Regions from separate parts of the Sus scrofa genome. Here all the other regions are linked to region 1. The links are chromatin contacts, called in public HiChIP or PLAC-seq maps. All regions are on one chromosome and are shown on one strand. The core of a region is the stretch at or near the end of the contact, and the rest is flanking DNA. Distances in the headings are between cores, read along the strand shown. Region 1 holds the start of CCNF (cyclin-F). Region 2 holds the start of E4F1 (transcription factor E4F1). Region 3 holds the start of ECI1 (enoyl-CoA delta isomerase 1).

The links. HiChIP or PLAC-seq counts read pairs in DNA pulled down with a chosen protein or histone mark.
Region 2: a contact with region 1 is called in an H3K27ac HiChIP or PLAC-seq map of alveolar macrophages. The contact joins the promoter of E4F1 here to the promoter of CCNF in region 1. A contact is called at or near these places in 1 of 5 promoter capture datasets (fetal liver) and 1 of 2 datasets of contacts at active chromatin or transcription factors (alveolar macrophages).
Region 3: an H3K27ac HiChIP or PLAC-seq map of alveolar macrophages shows a contact between it and region 1. The contact joins the promoter of ECI1 here to the promoter of CCNF in region 1. A contact is called at or near these places in 1 of 5 promoter capture datasets (fetal liver) and 1 of 2 datasets of contacts at active chromatin or transcription factors (alveolar macrophages).

Annotation. Positions count from the first base shown.
Region 1 is chr3:39,601,450-39,604,922 of Sscrofa11.1, reverse strand. It overlaps CCNF (cyclin-F), which reads left to right and starts at 1,835. Exons shown (of 17, transcript XM_003124740.6): 1 at 1,835-1,944; 2 at 3,007-3,161. The coding sequence starts at 1,929.
Region 2 is chr3:39,771,435-39,774,907 of Sscrofa11.1, reverse strand. It overlaps E4F1 (transcription factor E4F1), which reads left to right and starts at 1,884. Exons shown (of 21, transcript XM_021086766.1): 1 at 1,884-2,899. The coding sequence starts at 2,740.
Region 3 is chr3:39,748,840-39,752,312 of Sscrofa11.1, reverse strand. ECI1 (enoyl-CoA delta isomerase 1) reads right to left here and starts at 1,571. Exons shown (of 7, transcript NM_001285973.1): 1 at 1,491-1,571; 2 at 1,289-1,402. The coding sequence starts at 1,542. RNPS1 (RNA-binding protein with serine-rich domain 1) reads right to left here. Exons shown (of 8, transcript XM_003481099.4): 8 at 2,713-3,473. The coding sequence ends at 3,458.

The sequences.
Region 1 (3,473 bases), core at 586-3,085:
TCGTGGTGCAGTGGTTAACGAATCTGACCAGGAACCATGAGGTTGCGGGTTCGATCCCTGCGCTTTCTCAGTGGGTTAACGATCCGGCGTTGCTGTGAGCTGTGGTGTAGGTTGCAGACGCGGCTCGGATCCCGCGTTGCTGTGGCTCTGGCGTAGGCTGGTGGCTACAGCTCCGATTGGACCCGTAGCCTGGGAACCTCCACATACCGCGGGAGCAGCCCAAGTAAAATGGCAAAAAGACAAAAAAAAAAAAAAAAAAAAAAAAAAAAAAAAAAAAGACATGTAGGCCAACCGAGGGACTTGGAGCCACGAGGACTCCACAGACGCAGCAGGGCAGCGGAGTGAGAGCAGTGACTGGCTCTTTGCTCCCTGGCTGGGGAGACCAGCTTTAGTCCCTGCACAGTGCTGAACGAGTGCACCTCTGCCCTGGGGAGACCAGTAACAAAGTAAGAGGGTACGGTGGGACACAAAGTACCAAACTGGGAAACAGTAACCAGTGGCAACAGAGACAGCTAAAAACCTCAGGGGTCCTGTGGAGTTTCCTGTCCTCTGGCCTCTGGGGAGCAGGCCCCAAGTTTGCTCTGCTCTACCAGCTGGTCTTACACCGCCCCTGCCCCTTCCACCCCCAGCTCCCAGGGCCTCATATCTCACTTGTGATCACGGCAGACATCTCCATCTCCTGCTCCAGACTGGCATGGAGCCTTGACAACACGGAGGCTCCTCTGTGTGTGCCCAGCTGCTGAGCACAGACCAACTACCCTGAAGGGGTTCCATGAGCCTAAGGGGTGGAGGGACAGGGCTGTGGCGAAGAGGGGATGAGAGCATTGACCCGGATTCCCCAGCTTTTCTAGGAAGAGCCACTTTCAAACACTGCTCCCAGGAGACTGCATTTCTTTCCTGGTCAGAATGTCTCATGAAAGAGGTGGGATGTGAGCTGGTTCCTGAAAGACTGGGTGGGTGGACACTGCCTAATACCTGAGTGAACGGACAGCTCAGCTGTGGCTGCGGCAGCCAGCAAGGCACTGTAAGCGTGCACGTCTGTTTTAGGAAGGTCTCCCAGGTGACTCCAGGAGACACTGGGGACTGACAGGGGTCAGTGTATCTAGTCCGAGCGAGAAGGTGAGCGCTCCCCTGGGATGGAGGAGGGGTCCAGGGTGAGCCACACTTCAAGGGAAGAAAGAGGCAAACGTGCTGGCTTGAGTCAATGAAGATTTCGAGCCCCAGGTCTTTGAATTACACTTTCTGCATCACGATCTACGCCAGCCGTGGCTGGGCCACCGAAACAGGGTCTCTTCGCCTGAAGCAACGGTGGGAAGCAGGGTGTGCGGCTTTCGGGCGCGGGCCGGAAAGGTCAGGAGCAGCCTCCGTGAGGTGCTGCCTGCGGGTGGGGTCGCCCGAGTTCTCACAAGCAGAAACCAGGTCCGGGTCCCAGCTGCGCCGTGCGGCGCCCTCCGCGAGACCCCGGGCTCTGCGGCGCGTCGGGTCCGCTCAGACTTTCACTGACAACCCACGGTGCGCCGTGGGCTCGGGTCGCTCGGACCTCTGCCAACAAGTCAGCAGCAAGGTCCAATCCCAGAACAGACAGGGCTCACAGGGTCGAGAGCGAGCTCCTCGGGGACCCCAGCCCGGGCCAGGGAGGCGGGGCGGCCGCGCACACTCCGCCAATCAACAGTCAGCGTTCGAATTCGCGTCCTGGTACGGCCAATCGCGGGCGCCTGGGGCCGTGGGGGCGGGGTAGGGGCGGGGCCTGGCGGAGCTGTGGCGCGCACCACCCCCCCGGGCCGGCCAATGGGAGTGCCGGGCGCGTTTGAAAACTCGGGCGGGCGGCGGGGCGGGTTTGCGCCTGCGTGGGGCGGTGCGCACTGGGCCCGCGGGCGGCGACGGCGGCGGCGGCGGCGACAGCGGCGAAGGCGACGGCAGCGACGGCTATGGGGAGCGGAGGGGGTGAGCGCGGGGCGCCGGGCGCGGGGCGCGGGCGGCGGCGGTGCGGCCTCGAGACTGAGCAGGTCCGGCCCGAGCCCTTCGGTCCGGGGTGCGCGTCGTCCAGACGGCACCCGCCCGGCGCGCGGTTTAAATGCCCAGCGGCGCCCTGCTCCGCGTGAAAGCCGCGCGCGGGGCCTGCCACCTGTCGAGGGCTGTAATCACCGCTAAAGTTTCAGTGGTGATTACCTTGGCTGTCCTAGAGCAAGGGAATGAAAAAAAATGGCAAAATCTGGGGGTTGGACGCCCTGCGTCTTCGTTTGGCGTTCGCAGCCCGTTAATTGCTGATGGCTTGAAGACCCAGTTTAGGAGCGAGGGGAACGGGCAGGAGGAAGTCCTGTGGAGGGAGTGGTGCAGGTGGGCGAGCAGCCGCCTCCCGGCGGGACGGACGGGACGGGACGGGACGGACGGGACTCGTAGGTGATGGGCTCCTCCTCCCTGAGAGCTTCTAGGTCGTCTGCTTAGAGTGAGGGAGTTGCTGGAGATGAAGTTGCAAGGACCCGCTGCGGGGACATCAGGCTCTGAGACTGGCTGGGCAGCTCTGAAATCCGCGGAGCTGGACTGGCCTGGTCTTCAAGTCCACCCTTAGCTTCTCTGCAGGGCAGACCCTCCTAGTTTGGAAACCAGACTGTTCAGGCCCGCGGATCCTATTAAAATTATGCACTTTGTCATGTGTGCAATAGAAGCAAAGAGATAGCAGGGGTGGGGTCTTTCCTGAGTGAAATGCCGGGTCATCCTTTTCCTCTTCCTGGTTGTCCTATGGGCTCTGGATCAGAAGTTACCCCAAAGCCCAGTTACCGGGTTACTACTCACCAGAGGTTTATGGAATGTTTGAATGAATGATGGTGGTCTTCTGTAACACTGCTGCTCTCGGTTTCTTAGTCTCTGTTTGGGACGGTAAATATGGCTGGTTCCTTTCCTGGGGCAGAGGACAGTAACTGTTGAATCACATTCTGATGTCACTTTTCACATCAGCACAACTCCTATCCAACACATCACTTAGACCATCGGATTGTTTTTCTTAAGTGATCCACTGCAGGTGTGCCAAGTGTTTCTGCTATCCTGCAAAGCGAAGAATAAGGAGGAGACCCCGAAATCTGTCCATCTTGAGTCTCCCTGAAGACGTGCTCTTTCACATCCTGAAATGGCTCTCCGTCGGTGACATCCTCGCCGTGCGAGCTGTAAGTTGTCAGAGGAAAATGGTGGGAGCCCTGGCACTGCTGATTATACCGTGAAGCCTTTGTGTCTTAAATGTCAGAACAAAACTTGGGCTGCACGTGAGGGCAGAGGAAACAGTGCTGATATTGGTGGTAGATGCTCGAGGTTGTTTCTGATTGCTGAAAGCTAACACGTAGGACAGGGTCTGAGGCTGCTCATTGCAGGGTTTGTTTTAACAGAGAAGTACTCTGTTAAGGCAGTAAAACTGGCATTCCTGTAATAAATAAAATAGTACTAAAAAGAAAACAGGAGTTCCCGTCCTGGTACAGTGGTTA
Region 2 (3,473 bases), core at 635-3,134, 170 kb before region 1:
GCACCCACTACCTAGGAGAGGAACAACTCCCTCCCTGTGACTTCTTCTTCTTCTTTTTTGCTTTTTAGGGCCACACCTGCAGCATATGGAAGTTCCCAGGCTAGGAGTCCAATGGAAGCAGCCACTGTTGGCTTACACCCCAGCCACAGCAAGGCAGGATCCTTGAGCAAGGCCAGAGATCGAACTCGCATCTTCATGGATCCTAGTCAGGTTCATAACCTGCTGAGCCACAGCGGGAACTCCTTCTTTCGTTTTTTAAAGTTTTATTGAAGTATGGTTGATAAATGCAATTGTTTTAGAGAGGATTTCTGAAATAGAAAGCATACGAGCCCGGAGAGTGCAGGCTGTCTGTCTCCCCTGGGCCAGCTCCTCCTCGTGCCCACCCACACCCAGGCCATCCTGTCTTTGGGATCCTTCCCCACGCTGTTCCTGTGGAGATCTGCCCCCATCTCTTGAATGCTGGCTTTCCCATTAATCCTTTGGGCAGCCTCAAGTGGGGTGTTCTCCTGGCCCTGTCTTCCCAGCTGCCGCCAGAACCGTAGAGCTCCACAACAACCCAGCTGGTCCTCTTCTGGTTTGTCCCTCTCAGAGCCCATCTCTCCTGGATCTTCCTTGCGGACACAGCAGTCAGAGGGATCCTTCGGAAACACTGACCAGCACTCACTCTGCTTACACCCCTGGAATGGTGAATGAGCCCCCCGTAGAAAGCAGCCCCACTGTTACCCCCGCCTAACCTCTGGCGACGTAACCTGTGCCTCACCCTTCTCAGCTCCTGCCAGGCCAAGGGTCCTCGCTTTCCCAGCTGGGCAGCCCTGACATGGAAAAAATATCTGCTTGGTGCCCTTTCAGGGCAGAGCTGCCCACTCCCTGCCCGGGCCGTTGTATCGTGCTTGGGCTCCCCTGGAGACTGGCCTTCTTGGAGTAAAAATGGCATCTGATTCCCCTGAGTCTCTGGAATCCAGCTGAGCCACAGAGAATAACTGAGCTGGGAGAGCATGCCCTATGGGTTTCTAGCCCATGACTCTGGACAGACTTGAGTTAGAATCTTTGGTCTGCCCTTGAGCAAATGTCCTGTCAATTCTGTGCCTCAGTTTCTTCATCGTTAAAATGGGGATGAGAGAGTTCTGGTTGTGGTTCAGCAGGTTAAGAACCTGACTAGTATCCATGAGGATGGAGGTTTGATCCCTGGCCTTGATCAGTGGGTTAAGGATCTGGCATTGCTGAAAGGTGTGGTGTAGATCCCAGATGCAGCTTGGATCCAGTGTTGCTGTGCTGAGGCATTCGACCCCTAGCCCAGGAACTTCCATTGGCCACAGGTGCGGCCATAAAAAGAAAAAAAATTAAAATAAATAAAAGCACTTAGCTTCAAAGACTAATTAAATACTACCTGAAAAAGAATAAAAGGAGGCGTTCCTGCTGTGGCACAATGGGATCAGTGATACCTTGGGAGCACTGGGAGCAGCTTCCATCCCTGGCCCAACGCAGTGGGTTAAGGATCTGGATTTGCTGCAGCTGCGGCTTAGGTCATGACTGCGGCTCAGATCTGATCCCTGTCCTGGGAACTCCACATCCTGCCAGGCAGCCAAAAATGAAAAAAGATAAGAAAAAAAAAAAAAAGAATAAAAGGGACCATTGGGAATTCCCGTCGTGGCTCAGCCGAAACGAATCTGTCGAGTATCCATGAGGACACAAGTTCGATCCTCGGCCTTGATCAGTGGGTTACAGATGTGGCTTGGGTCTGGTGTTGCTGTGGTGTAGGCCAGGGGCTGCAGCTTGGAATCGACCCCTGGCCTGGGAACCTCCGTATGCTTCAGGTGCGGCCCTAAACACACAAACGAAAACCAAAAAACCCCATTATGCTAAGTGAAAGAAACCCGATGCGAAAGACCATGTGTGTCATTCCATTTATGTGATATGTCCAGAAAAGGCTAAGCCATGGAGAAAGAAAATAGTTGCCAGGGGCTGGCGGGGAGGGGAGACGGGGGAGTGACTGGGTACAGGTTTTCTGTTGAAATGATGATGACTTCTCAAACTACATTTCGGTGGTAGTTGCACGACACTGTGTACTGTCACTAACAGTAAATTCTATGTGTACTTATCACAACTAATTAGACAAGAGAATAAAAGTCTTAGGGAAGCTACCCGTGAGCCATCCCCAACTCGGGGGTTGTCTCGAGGTCGCTGGGTCAACATTCAAGGGAGATTCTGTCATCCGAGAAGGGGTCGGGGACGGGCGGCGAACATCACTCTACCGGTCTCAGTTGGAGCGGTGTCCTGGCAGCGGCCCTCAAGCTCATATCCAGGCGGGGCACCCGTGGCTGCACCACCAGCTCAGGGCCGGTCAGGTGGCGCTGCCAGTCCGCCTCGCCCCTCTTCTCAGGCTCTCGAAGCTCGTGGAACCCAAACCCAGCGCTCCAATCGTCAGGGTGGCCCAGCCCCCTGCCGGGCCAAGCCACGCCCCTAGGGCCTTCCACTGGCTCCGCCCCTCCGCCTGTCAGTTCGCTCCACCGTAACCACACCCCTCCCAGCAGGCCCGACCCGTCTCTTCTCACCTAGGGTCTAGCCCCACCTCTGTGGTTCCAGGCCACACCCTCCGGCCCCGCCCCGCCGCCTGCCCATCAAACGCACCCGGGCCCCGCCCCATCGCCCTCAGGTCTGTTTCTCTTGCAGGCCTGGGCGCGGCCCGTTGTTATGACGACACGGTCGTAAATCCGCCATCTTCCTGCGGCGCGTTGCGACATGGAGGGCGCGATGGCAGTGCGGGTGACGGCCGCGCATACGGCAGAAGCCCGGGCCGAAGCCGGGCGGGAAGCAGGCGACCGCGGGGTTGCAGCGGCGGCGGCGGCGGCTTTGGCGCCCAGTGGCTTCCTCGGCCTCCCGGCGCCCTTTAGCGAGGAAGGTAACAGGGCCGGACGGGCCCGGGCGCGGCCAGGGTGGGGGCGGCTCAGACCGGCTGCCGGAGGCCCGGGTGGCCTGCGCTTCGGGCGTGACAGGCCTTTCCAGACCCGGTTCTTTGTGGAGCTCACGTCCCCCCAGGGCCCCTCACGGCCTTGCACGAGCCCCCGAGTTCCTCGGAGCCCCGGGCCCCTCCTGCGGGACTCCCATCACCCTCTTGGACCTAGGTGCCCACCCACGAATACTCACAGGTGTCCAAGCCACGGGGGCTGTCCGTGTAGATGTCTGCGACCGCTTCTCCCGCCAGCCCTGTTCTCAGGGCCCCGGCCTGGCCCCTCTCCGCCTCCGTGTCTGGGCAGGGCCCTGCCCTCCTCCAGGCCCCCTCACACTGCCTCTGACAGGTCTCTAGGGCCCTGGCCGGGGTGTGGCTGGAGGCTCCAGGAGGGCGGGGCATCGGGTCTCTCTAGCCCCGGTGGGAGGCAGCAGAGTCCAGTGGTGGAAAGCTGCAGGGCGCTCTGTCCCAGCCCTGCCCCTTCCTAGCTGTGTGATCCTCGGCAGGTAACCACACACCTCTCTGG
Region 3 (3,473 bases), core at 322-2,821, 150 kb before region 1:
GATGTTGCTCGGATCCCAAGGTGCTGTGGCTCTGATGTAGGCCAGTGGCTACAGCTCGGATTTGACCTGTAGCCTGGAGACCTCCATCTGCTGTGGGTGTGGGCCTAAAAAGACAAGCACACACGCACAAAACACCCAAGTATCTGCTGGGCTCTGTATTACTAAAGCTGAAAACACTGTATATCAAAATACTTTATGTTCACATTCCAATTTAATAGCTCCTGATGAAGGAGCACATGCTCCAAAACTTTATTTTTTTGTCTTTTTGCCTTTTCTAGGGCCGCTTCCTGCGGCATATGGAGGTTCCCAGGCTAGGGGTCGAATCGGAGCTGTAGCTGCCAGCCTACACCAGAGCCACAGCAACGCAGGATCTGAGCCGTGTCTGCAACCTACACCACATCTCAAGGCAACGCCGGATCCTTAACCCCTGAGCAAGGCCAGGGATTGAACCCGAAACCTCATGGTTCCTAGTCGGATTCGTTAACCACGGAGCCATGACGGGAACTCCCCTTTTTTTTTTTTTTTTTTTTTTTCTTTTTTGTCTTTCTGCCTTTTCTAGGGCTGCTTCTGCTGCATATGGAGGTTCCCAGGCTAGGGGTAAAATGGAGCTGTAGCCGCTGGCCTACGCCACAGCCACAGCAACGTGGGATCCAAGCCGTGTCTGCAACCTACACCGCAGCTCAAGGCAACGCCGGATCCTTAACCCCTGAGCGAGGCCAGGGATTGAACCCGCAACCTCATGGTTCCTAGTCGGATTCGTTAACCACTGCCCCACGATGGGAACTCCTAAAACTTCAAAAACAGAAACATTTTTTATCTTCAGTGAAGTGGGGGATCAAACAGACTATTGACCTTAACACTTGGACTCAACAGAAACTCTGTTTTCCTTTTTACAGAAGTACTTGCGGCTAAGAAGTTCCCAGGCCAGAAGTGGAATCCGGCCAGCCAGCACCACAGCGGATCCGAACCGGATCTGCGGCTTCTGCTGCTGTGGCAATGCTGGACTCTTAGCCCACTGAGCGAGGACAGCGATCGCACGTGCATCCTCACAGACTCTATGTTGGGTTCTTAACCCGCTGAGCCACAGAGGGAATTCCAAGAAACTGACTTTAAAACTGAGCTTTATCTCGCAGCCTTTCCAAGTTCGATAGCTTTCACTGGGTCTGGATGTCGGTTCCGGGCCCGTGTGGCGCGGGCTCCGCCGCCAGCGGCCGCCGCGTCGTGTCCTGCCTCAGCACCTGCAGCAGGCTCTCGGCCGCCGGGATCCCGCCGCGATCCGGGCGCTTACCTGCGGCCGCGGCCGGCTCCACCAGGACGTGCTGGCTCCCGAAGCGCCGCGCGCCGTTCCTGATGCCCGCTGCAGCCTCCGTCCGTCCGAGGGCCACGCCGCGGAGCAGGGCCCCTGCGAAAGGCAGCGCGAAGCCAGTCAGCCTGCCGCCCCACCGGGCCAGGCCCCCGGCGCCCCGGCCCCCCGTGCCCCGGGCACGCACAAGGGCGGAGCAGGGCGCGCGCCGGGAGGCGCAACACCGCCGTCAGCGCCATCTTGACCGCACTGAGCGGGGTCGCGGCCTGACCGCCCCGCCCCTTCCGGCTCAGCCGGCCCCCGCCCCCCTGCCCTGGCCGCCCCGCCGGAGGGCGGGCCGGGCGCAACCAAGGTCACCGTCGGGGCCAGCGGGGAAGCGGGCCAAAGGTGGCCAGTACTTCACCTTCACCCATAGCCGCGGGCAACTGCGTTAGCTGCCGAGAGGGCTGCGAGCTGAAGGGGTTCTAAGGGGGTTTGGGAACCCTGGCGAGCTGCCTTCTAGATTCAGGGGTCACAGCTGAAGCAACCAGATCACACCCACAGACGTGGGCACTGGAAGGGTGCTAACGGGGAGCTTAGAGTCGTAGTGCGCACTCCGGCCTGTGGGTGGCAGCTACAGCTGGTAGTTTAGCCACAGGCATGGGGGGGGGGGATCATAGCCTGATGACCAAGAATGGACCATGCACAAAACAGCAAGTAAACAAAACGTGGGCAGCACACAAGTGAGGCTGGGGACAAGAGGCATCCGCACACTGCCGGCAGGCCCCCAATGCTCCTCCACAAGAAAGGGAAGCCGAGTGAGCTCCTGTCGGGGCTACAGAAATGAATCTGACTAGTATCCATGAGGATGCGGGTTTGATCCTTGGCCTTGCTCAGTGGGTCAGTGATCCAGCATTAGCTGTGAACTGTGGTGTAGGCTGCATATGCGGCTCGGGCCTTGCGTTGCTGTGGCGTAGGCCAGTTGCTACATCTCCGATCGGACCCTTAGTCTGGGAAGCTTCACATGCTGTGGGTGCAGCCCTAAAAAGCAAAGCAAAAAAAAAAAAAAAAAAAAAAAGTAACCCCACCGTTTTATTTGCTTGACCCTATAAGGCGGAGACGAGGGAGGGATGGCTAGCCTGTGTGCACTGTTCTGACCAGTTTAACGCTGGCCACGGTGGTGCATGACTGGGGGGCTTTGTTCTGGAACCTCCTGAGCACTTTCAGTTCTTCCTGTGGAACAAACCGGTCTACAATGTGTGCCTACGGAGCAGCCCAACACCCCTGTGTTTTCCTGGTTGAGAGGTCTTCAAGTGTGACTTTGGAGATGAAACCAAGAGTTTTCAGGTACCCATGTGTTTTTAATTCCCTCCAACTGAAGCTACCGTCTTTGGGGCCAAGGGATGGGAAGGAGGCAGTGATCCTGATGCTTGAGCTGCACACTATTCAAGGTTTATTCAACACAGCCCTTTTACTCTACACAACAAAGTACAAACACAACATTATCTAAAATGCTACAAAGTTACAAAACTCAAAACAGAAAATTTGTAGTACTGACTGTACAATAAAAGCCAAAAAAGCAATGTACACGTTGGTTGCCAAGGTATCCTGCATCGCCGTCAGGAATACCAACACAAGCACTTTCCGTGGTGACCTGCTACGACCAGACACTTTCATTTCGGAGAAAGACATGGGCTGTGTGTGCACGCACACACGAGAATATATGTAAAAACCATTCTGGGCAGGTAAGAGAGGGTATTTGATCCTAGAGGTCAGAGAGGATTCAAGTAGGGGGGAGGCCAGACTAACAGCAACGGCAGCTGCATAAAAGCACATCCTTTCCTGAGGGACCCTGTAAGCCAACAGGTTAGGGCATGACTAGGCCACCAGACTGGCCCCGGGTCAACCAGGGAATGGAAAAAACGTGCTCCCAGGCTGGGGCTGTGCCACTACCTGGCGCCCCCTGCTCATCCCTGCTGGCTCTGCCACTAAACTGACTCCCAGGAACTAGAAACGTGGGATCTTTCTAGCCAGAAAACCATCTTTCCAGGCACATCCCCAAGCCTGCCCCTGAGTGAGAGCCTTCGTTCCTACCCATCCCCCTTTGGCTAGACAACTGATGAAAGTGAGCTGGATGGGACATAAGTCTCAGGGGCAGAGCTTCCGTGGCTCCGCTTATCGGGAGGAGTTG